Linked DNA regions of Mus musculus: regions 2 and 3 are each linked to region 1. A link is a contact called in public Hi-C and promoter capture Hi-C data. All regions are on one chromosome and are shown on one strand. The core of a region is the stretch at or near the end of the contact, and the rest is flanking DNA. Distances in the headings are between cores, read along the strand shown.

Region 1 (2,841 bases), core at 155-2,654:
TCTGTAGTCACAGTTTGCCCCTGAGGTGAAGTGACGTGCTCAGGTCCCCTTCAATGGAGACTCAAGCAGTCTCTGAAAGCGCAAGCTTCCTTTTCGCTCGCCGGGCAAACGTGCACCCCAGGCGCTGTGTCCTCTAGCGGCGAACTCTCGCAGCTCGTCTGTGAGCGCTCACCTACAGCTAGGGGGTCCGGTCAGGAGTCAATTGACACTCAAACCTGAGCCCTGAGCCGGGAGGAAAGACTCCCGACTGTAATGATGCTGAGAGGCTCGGGTGCAGTCGCTCGAACCGCGGCGCAGCTGATTGTCTGCTCCACGGCAGATGGTCTTTGAGCACAGATTTGCATTCATTGTCTTCAAATCTGTTTTCGCGCTGGCGTTCTAGATTTCAACAGCAGATCTACGCGCAGATCAGAATACAAAAAGAGAAGCAAGAAAATAACACCCAGCCAGGAGGATTTTTTTTTAATAGGCACCTCCAGCCGTCTAGGGTTTCAGCTATTTTGTGGAGCCTCGGCTTCCCGACCACCAACCTTCGCGACCACAGCGCTCGGCGGACAAAGTTTCCAGGACTTCTTCACAGACGCCTCGTGTCTCTAACGCAGGGTTCCCCGGCCTTCAGGGATTGGGGAGGGAGATTTTAAAAGGGGGGAGGATTCGAAACTTCATCCCGCAGTTCTCAGCCAGCCAAGCTGTCAGCAACCTCTCCTATCTGCAAAGGTGCGTACTCCCGCCCTCCCGGGGCTGTTTTCCTTAACTCCTTCACCATTTCCCTTCACAGTATATTTATTTAAACTGCACTTGAGCCTCATTCGTCCACACTCCGCTCTCTCCTTCCTTCATCTCGCCTCTCCTTCTAACACTTGTGGCCTTCGCACGAAATGATTGCTTCCCTGGAACTCTCTGAGACTTGGTAGACCGGTTCAGAAAGACGGATGCCCTGAGGGTAGTGTTTGCGAAAAGCATAAATACAGGTGGTCACAGGTCCAAACCCCGGGAATGAATCTGTAGGGTCTCCCGCAGGCGACAAAAAACCTGCATCTAGAGGCAAATCCGCGCTGGCTTCCTGCTCCCGCGATCGGAAAGAACCATCATGATCCTAACTCTCAGAGTCCTGCTACTCTGTTTTGGTGCAGGATTTGGGGACCCCCTTTCCCACTCAGGCCAAACACTCGGGACTCTGGTCGGGACTCGGTGCTTGTGGCTTGCTGTAGCCTTTCACCTCCCGGACTTCGGGCAAAGCAAAGCTTGGCTAACGCCGCGGGAGGACGTCCGCCCAGCTTGCCCAGAGCCGGCCAATCCCGGGCGTCCATGCAAATGAGGCTCCTTATCGGGCCTCGGCTCCGCCTCCCGCGGCCTGGGTTGTAGTAACCATTCATGGGGCCCGCGCGCTGCAGCAGCCCGGCTCTGCGGCGCTCTCAGCCACCGCCTCCTCCCCGCTCCGGGTCTTCCCCTTCCTCTTACAACTGATCCTGTTGGGGATTTTTTTTTTTTTTCCTATATCGGAACGGTGGGGAGGAGCAGGGAGGGGGGAACAAGGAGGAAGGGGAGAGATCAGGCAGCTATCTATCTCCTCCTGTTTTTCCCAGAACAGGTGATGCTTCCAAATTGTGGCCACTTTCTGGAGAACGTTCTGCAGCTGGAAGGATGCGGGCGACCTAGAGTGGAAGCCCCGAGGCGGCAGATCTGAAGCCACCGAGGATAAAAAACGCAAACTTTGCATTGTGCGTGGAGGAACGGGCTGGCTATTTCTTTCCAAGAGGGCCCCCAAACTTCGGCCCTTGCCGCCTTTCTCGGATTGCTTTTGGAGAACACCATTTGCTGGCAGCATTGGAGAGTGAGGACGGTGTTGTTGTAAAGTCACTTTTAAGGCGACAGTAGAGGACCAGACTTTTTAAATGTTTGGGATTCAAGATACGCTAGGAAGAGGACCAGCTCTGAAAGACAAGTCGCTGGGTGCCGAGATGGATTCGGTCAGGTCCTGGGTCCGGAATGTCGGCGTGGTGGACGCCAATGTCGCGGCTCAGAGGTAATGAGACTGGAGCCGTTGTGCTCTGAAAGTCTCTGGTTGTGTCTGTCTCCCCGAATATCTCTTCCCTTTGCTCCCTCTCTTTCTCTCTGTCCTTGTCTCTCCTCCCTGGCTGTGCGCACTGGGGCTCTCCCTGGGCGGGCAGGTCGCTGCGACTAGGGGAACCCTTTTCCCGCAGTCGACACTGTAGTTTCTGAACTACCGAGGTCACGGGTGTTTCTCCCCACAGTCCGTTCTTTGAGGACAAAAAAAATTTATTAAAAGTAGCGTTCAAGCTCACATCGTGGCGTTTACTCTTGGACTCTAGCGGAGTGGCGCGTGAAGATCCGAGCTGGCAGCCGGCGCAGCGGCAGAGCCGGCTTTCCGGTCACTCCTAGGTTCCCCCACGCTTCCTGCGAGCGCCTCTCCTCCAGCATCATTCAGGATGGCTTGGAGACTCGGGGAGCCCAGCGGCCAGATGGTGGCGGCGGCGAGAGGATCCGGAGAGGCCTGAGGGGCTGCAAGGAAAGCAAGGCGGCCGGGAGCTCTAGGAAAGGGGACATGCAAGCGAGTCCTGGGTGAGGGAGAGTGGGACAGACAAACCGAAGAGGCCGAGGATGGACCGAAGCACAGGAGTAGTCGGGGAAGAGGAGAAAATGGAGCCGCAGAGAAGAGCACCCTCCAGTTTTGCGGGTTCCTCAAGTTGATTTTGTTTCCAAATCTTCGCGTTTACGGATGGTTAAAATTTGTCTAGGGTTCCATCCCACGAAGACATTCCAGTCCCGCTTCTCACTGTCGCTACTGAACTGAGATTCATGGCCCTCGTGTCCAGACTA
Region 2 (2,977 bases), core at 423-2,922, 2.8 Mb after region 1:
ACCCGGTGTGATTCGGGGTCGCGCCTCCGTGCTCCCTCCCTCTCCTCCCCCTCGCTCTCAGCCAGGCTGCGCGCTTCAGGAGCAGGCCTCGGGGAACACATCACCCACCCCCGGGATCCGCTGTCGAGGTGACAGCACCCTGGGTCGGCACAGGGGGCCGCCCTTGACTGCAAGGCACCCTCAGGCAGCAATGAGGACAACCCTGCGGGAGACAGAGAGTAGAGACTGGAGGAGACCGCCTTGGTGGCTTAGAATCTGTGGGTTTCACATCTTCCCGCAGTAACTCAGCCGCAAGCCCTTCGCCGGCTGCAGTAGATAGCGACTGTGCCCCGGCCTGCTGGGCCCTCCTGCCATCCTGTGGCCAAAGGGGTTTGCTTTAGAACCGTTAGGGAATTTATCTGGGAATTATTTGGTGCACGTGTTTTCTATCCCCTAAACTTCACTCTTTCCTAATCTCCACAACAACAACAACAACAACAAAACCCTCATACCCTCGCCCCTAAAAGTTCTTGCCCACTGCGCAACTAGCTAATCCGCTACACATTCCCGGGCCACTGCGCTCAACTGAGAGTCAGCGCGGGGTCAGGAACCCCAAGGGAGGGGCCGGGGCTGCGGGCGGTGAATCAGAATGATGTCCGCACGAAAGTTCTAAGTGTCCAAGAATAAGAAGCCTTAGGACATTAGAACCCCTTCCCCAAAGGAAAATACTTCATCTCTCCATCTGAATCCAGTCAAGGATAAGAAGGAAAGACAGAAGTTGTGTGGGGGAGCCTGGCTTGAAGCGGTCACCTCTCCCATTCCTAGACTGCTAAGGAACCTGTGTCCTGGTGTACTGAACTCTTTCTAAATGCTGGGAGTGCTGGAGACCAATTGCAAACAACTCCACTCCTCCAACGACTAAATTCTGTCTCTAATGCTGTCCTCAAATAAAAACCTACATGTTTAGTTACAGGGTTTTTCAACTGTGCACTGCGCATCGCGCGCTTTGCATTCGGCTTCGTCCCTCTTTCTTTTTTCTCTTCTCGCTTTCCTTCTTTCTAATCTAATTGACTTTTTTTTTTTTTTTTTTTTTTTTTTTAAAGAACGGAGAGCGGTGCGGGCGCTGCACGTTGGCTGCGGCCCGCTTCCTGCTTTCTAATGTTCCATTGTGAGGAGCTTCCATTGTGACGTCGCGCCCCTTCGGCTGGGCTTTGTCTGTCCATATATGGGCAGCTACGTCACGGAGCTTTCCCGGGGCTCAGATAAATAGACTGGTGGAGTTCCCTGGCTGGGAGCTTTTGGGCAGCAGTGAGCTAGCTAGGAAGCGGCGGGGCTGGTTGGTGGTGATAGCAGCGGCGGCGGCAGCAGCAGCAGAGGAGGTGGCGGCGGCAGCGGCGGCGGCGGCTGTGGCAGATCGGGGGGCGGGGGGGGTCGGCGGGCTCGTGTCTGTGAGATCAATACTGAAGCCGCGTCTGACCCCCTGGAGCCTAGATCACCCCCCCAGCCCAGCCCCCATCCCACTCCTCGCACACGCCCCACCCCACCCCCACGACCCAGCGTCGCACCGCACCAGCCGAGGCACCCGAGAGGATTACCCTCTTTGCCCCTCTCCCATCCACCCCTCCAAAAAAGAATAGATCCCCTCCCCTGACCCACCCCTTCCCCTTTTCACTCCCCCCTCCCTCCGAACTTTCCCTCTCGCATGCTTTTCCCCTGCACCACGGATCGCCTCTCGGATGCCGCTCGCCTGGAAGCTGCGTTAGGAACAGGCGGCGGCGGCGGTGGCGGCGGCGGCGGTGGCGGCGGTAGCTCGGGAGTGCTATGACCGGCAAACTCGCCGAGAAGCTGCCGGTGACCATGAGCAGTTTGCTAAATCAATTGCCTGACAATCTGTACCCCGAGGAGATCCCCAGCGCGCTCAACCTCTTCTCCGGCAGCAGCGACTCGGTAGCCCATTACAATCAGATGGCTACAGGTAAGGGTGGCGGTGAGGCGGCGAGGCAGCGAGGAAGGAAAGGGGGAGGACGAGGAGGAGGGAGCGAGCTAGCGATGGATGCACATATCGATGGATGCAGAAATGGATGGATGGAGAGACGGATGGAAAGATGGGGGGCGCGCTGGGAATTTTCTGGGGGGCGAGTTGCTTTTCCCACCCACTCCTCCCGCCCTCCGAGATCGGGAAGGCTTGGTTGGAGACGCCACGGTTGAGGCTTCGGTTCTCCCGGGTGGGGGCAGCCGCCGACTGGAGGGAGGTAGGTGCGAGCAGCTCTGGGGTTCTCCCTCCCCACGCAGGGGGCCCGATCGCTGGGCTGCGTGCAAGGCGTGGTGCTGTAGCCCCCTTTCTCGGGAGGAGCCCAGCGTCTTTTTCACCCGCGCTCTCCCCCCTCCTTACTCCCTCAGCCTCCCACCCGGGATGGAGCCATGTGCGGCGTGGAGTCCCCACGGTGGGAGAGGTACTGCGACGCTGCCTTTCCGGGGCGTTCAGCAAAGCCATTGGGGGTGTGGGGACGGTGGGGAGAGGGAGGGGGCTCACCCACGGGGCGGGGGAAAGGGTTTGCCACCGGGGGCGATCCTGGGACCCGGGAGCTTGGGAACGGCGGCCGCTCCCGCCGTGGAGACATGGGCTGGTTTTCCGCCGCTCTCCACTCTCCTTAGCTGGGTTTAGGCTTTTCCCCTCCAGCCCGAGCAGAAAGCTCCTTCAGGCCGGGAGGAGACTGGGGCCGGGAGAGGCTCCCTTTACGGGCGGCACCCTTCTGCGCTCCGAGGACAAAAGCGTCGAAGCTCTTTGGGTCGGCCACCCGGGCTCAGCGCGCGTAGGGGGACCTCGCTTGGGGCATGAAGGCGCGGCGTCTTGGAGTAGACAGGGCCGGGGGAAGAGGCCGAGTTGTGTGTGCTGGAGAGCGAGAGCCGGGCGCGCTCCGGGTCTGAAACTACCTGTAGCTGCAGCTACCTGTCCGCCCCACCTCGGGAAGAACAACAATGCTCTCTTGCGCGCGTG
Region 3 (2,700 bases), core at 157-2,656, 2.9 Mb after region 1:
GGCATTTTGGGACAGGTCTGTGGCCACAGGAGGAGTAAGTAGACCAGGGGGAGGGCCCAAAAGAGATGTTGAAGCTGCGCCTATGGGGACAGAGAAGCAATCTCCAGGAATTGCACCTACTACCCGAAGCACTAGAAGATAGCCAGAGGATCTTATAAACCCAGAGGTCTAGGTGGCTCCAATCAGCTACTCAGACATTCAGAAAAACACCCAAGAGCCATAGTTTTTGAAACTGAGTCTCGAGCATGTTCTGAGTGTAACCAGTAAGGAGTTAAGCACCTGAGAAGTTGCGTCCCCCTGGAAGTGGGTTGATCCTCTGCCGCTTAAACTGGGACATTTGGAATACTGTCCTTTCAAGGTCTTGGGGGGAAACCTTCAATCAAAACAGAAAGAAGTTAGCAGCTCCAATGGAAAACTTCCATCTATTGGGGAGGGGGAGGGGGGATAGAAAATCTTAAGTAAAGCTTTTAAGGTGAAGAGGTGGGTCCTAAAATGGAAGAATGGAGAGGATGTAGAGGAGATGAAATTGGTAGTAACGTTACTCCAGTTTGTTCTCACAATAACCTAGTGGTGGGTGCTAGTGACATGCTGGTTTACAGACAAGGAAACTGGAGCTTTGAGATCCGGAGACTTGCCCAAGGCCACAAAACCAGGTAGTGACAGAGTGGGACTCACACCCAGGTCTCCCAACAACTTAGCACTCCTTTCACTATGTCACTGGCACCCCTTAGAGAAGCTGGAGGAGTGAGGGGCTGGAAGAGCTCCGGTGACATTCATTCATTCAAAAACATCCGCCAGAACACTCCACGCAGGGCCGGGGCAAAAAATAAAAATAAAAGGTGCGAGTAGCGGGTTGGTGATGCGGGCCCTCTCCCCGGAAGCCCGCCAGGCGTCTTTAGGACCCGCTGGTGGGAAGGGAGCTGTCCAGCCGGCCCTCGCCAAGCGGCCTGCACGCCGCTCCCTCCTCCTAGGTCCCGACCCTAGGCTCCGGCCTCCGCAGCCGCCTGCGCAGAGCTTTCCGGGCCGGGCCACCGAGAAGCCACCGTGGGAGGTTCACGGCGCGAGGTTTCTCCTCCTCCCGCCCGCCCCCAGGGCCGAGGCCGTTGCCAGGGCGACGGAGCTTGCAGTCCAGAGGGGCTCGGCTCTTTCCGCGACTGGCGCATCTTCGCCGTTCGGACCCCGCAGCCTCGCCACCCGAGAGAGACGGAGAGGCGGGGGCGCAGCAGGAGGCCCCCAACCCACCTGCGGGCCAGGGCCACGACACCAGGGGGACAAAGACACCCGGAACCACCGCAGCCGCCGCTGCCACCACCACCGGAAACGCCTCTCCGGAAGAGAGACCACTGGTCGGAAGCTGCCACTCTCCCGGATATGGTACCTCCCTCTTCTCCATCGACCTCTCCCTTCCCCCACACCAGCCTGCCATCCCGCTCCAACTGTGGAACGGAAGTGCGCCTTCCCAGATCCGATAATGCCTTCGGAAGCCGAGCTCGGTGGTGTCCTCTCTCAAGTGTCCCATCAGAAAAGTAAGCTCGAACCATTGGTTCCAGGTCTCAAAATGACTGGAACTGGACCCACTCCCACAAACACAAGGAAGGGGACTACCACTTACACACCCTGCTGTGCTCTACTAACCCCCAAGACTACAGCAACAAAAGAAGCAGGGCCTCCATTGGCTAGAGGAGGAGCGTGCCTACTGGGGGTCCATTTCCAGGGGATAGTCTTCTGACTAAAGCCAATGACCACCCCACCCCACCCCCATCCCTATTCCTGTCCTTTTCTTGACTGCACCATCAGCAAGGGGTAAGCATATCCGAAATCTATACCCAGACTCTCAAATATGAAACGTACACGATCTTAATGAAGTGGCTCTATCCAAAATCTTGCCAGAAATGTGGCTATTTTCACAACTATTAACAGTGAACACACACACACCTTCCTTTAACTTCTGGCCTCCCATCTCCCCACTCCTGTTTGCCTCCAGCATCACACCCTTCCCAGGTCATTTAACAGTCACAGCACACATTGAGAATGTTTAATGTTACTTCATCCTCCTAACAAGCTTATGAGGTAGGTAAGGTGGGTATCATGGTCCCAAGTAGGAAGCTGTGGCTCAGAAATTAAGAGACTTCGCTATGGTTAAACTCCAGGATAGAACACAGCATCTTAGAGTTGACCTTGCAAGTTATGTGTTGTTCCTCTCAATGTTCTTGACCTTCCCCCCATCCCTCATTCAGCCTTCAGGGGCTGTACTCCAGAGCCGTGACTCACTACAAAGGTACCCAAGGCAATGTTGTTCTTGGTCCTAGGGCTGCCGTCTCAGGTATGAGGAAGACATTAGAAGTCCACATTAGTAACTGTTCATTGTGGAATGAAGATCGGTGCCATCCTTCCAGTGACACCCCAAACACCAACCCTTTGGACGAATGATTCCATCAGATGGGGCAGACGGAAGTCCAACAAAGATTGCATAAACTTACATCTGCAACATGCTGACACACTCCCATACTAAACATGCTCTATGAGCACCTGATAAATAAGTCAATTCACATTGCCTAAGCCCAGAGATTTCTGATGAGGAGGAAGAGCCCTGGAAGAGTGCTGGAACTGCACTCAGGAACCTCTTGGGGATCCAGGGCTCCTTGCTTCGATGCTTAGAGATGGATTTGGCCTTCACCTTGAAGAGGAGCAAGCACCAAT

What was found. Promoter capture Hi-C pulls out the DNA fragments that hold promoters and counts their contacts. A called contact is a pair of places that touch in the nucleus more often than the background predicts.
Region 2: a contact with region 1 is called in a Hi-C map of embryonic stem cells, with 15 times the contacts expected there. The contact joins the promoter of Egr3 here to the promoter of Ebf2 in region 1. A contact is called at or near these places in 5 of 39 promoter capture datasets (cranial neural crest, embryonic stem cells and stem cell-derived epiblast-like cells), 21 of 484 Hi-C or Micro-C datasets (differentiating embryonic stem cells, embryonic stem cells, epiblasts and 2 more), 4 of 115 datasets of contacts at active chromatin or transcription factors (all in embryonic stem cells) and 1 of 9 other capture datasets (embryonic stem cells).
Region 3: a promoter capture Hi-C map of stem cell-derived epiblast-like cells shows a contact between it and region 1, with 3 times the contacts expected there. The contact joins the promoter of Ccar2 here to the promoter of Ebf2 in region 1. A contact is called at or near these places in 2 of 39 promoter capture datasets (embryonic stem cells and stem cell-derived epiblast-like cells).

The regions. Positions count from the first base shown.
Region 1 is chr14:67,233,240-67,236,080 of GRCm38.p6, forward strand. It overlaps Ebf2 (early B cell factor 2), which reads left to right and starts at 1,405. Exons shown (of 16, transcript NM_001360202.1): 1 at 1,405-2,026. The coding sequence starts at 1,896.
Region 2 is chr14:70,075,645-70,078,621 of GRCm38.p6, forward strand. Egr3 (early growth response 3) reads left to right here and starts at 1,673. Exons shown (of 2, transcript NM_018781.4): 1 at 1,673-1,954. The coding sequence starts at 1,801.
Region 3 is chr14:70,152,385-70,155,084 of GRCm38.p6, forward strand. It overlaps Ccar2 (cell cycle activator and apoptosis regulator 2), which reads right to left and starts at 1,407. Exons shown (of 21, transcript NM_146055.3): 1 at 1,243-1,407; 2 at 280-373; 3 at 1-80. The coding sequence starts at 337. 9930012K11Rik (RIKEN cDNA 9930012K11 gene) reads right to left here. Exons shown (of 7, transcript NM_001112735.1): 7 at 2,021-2,700.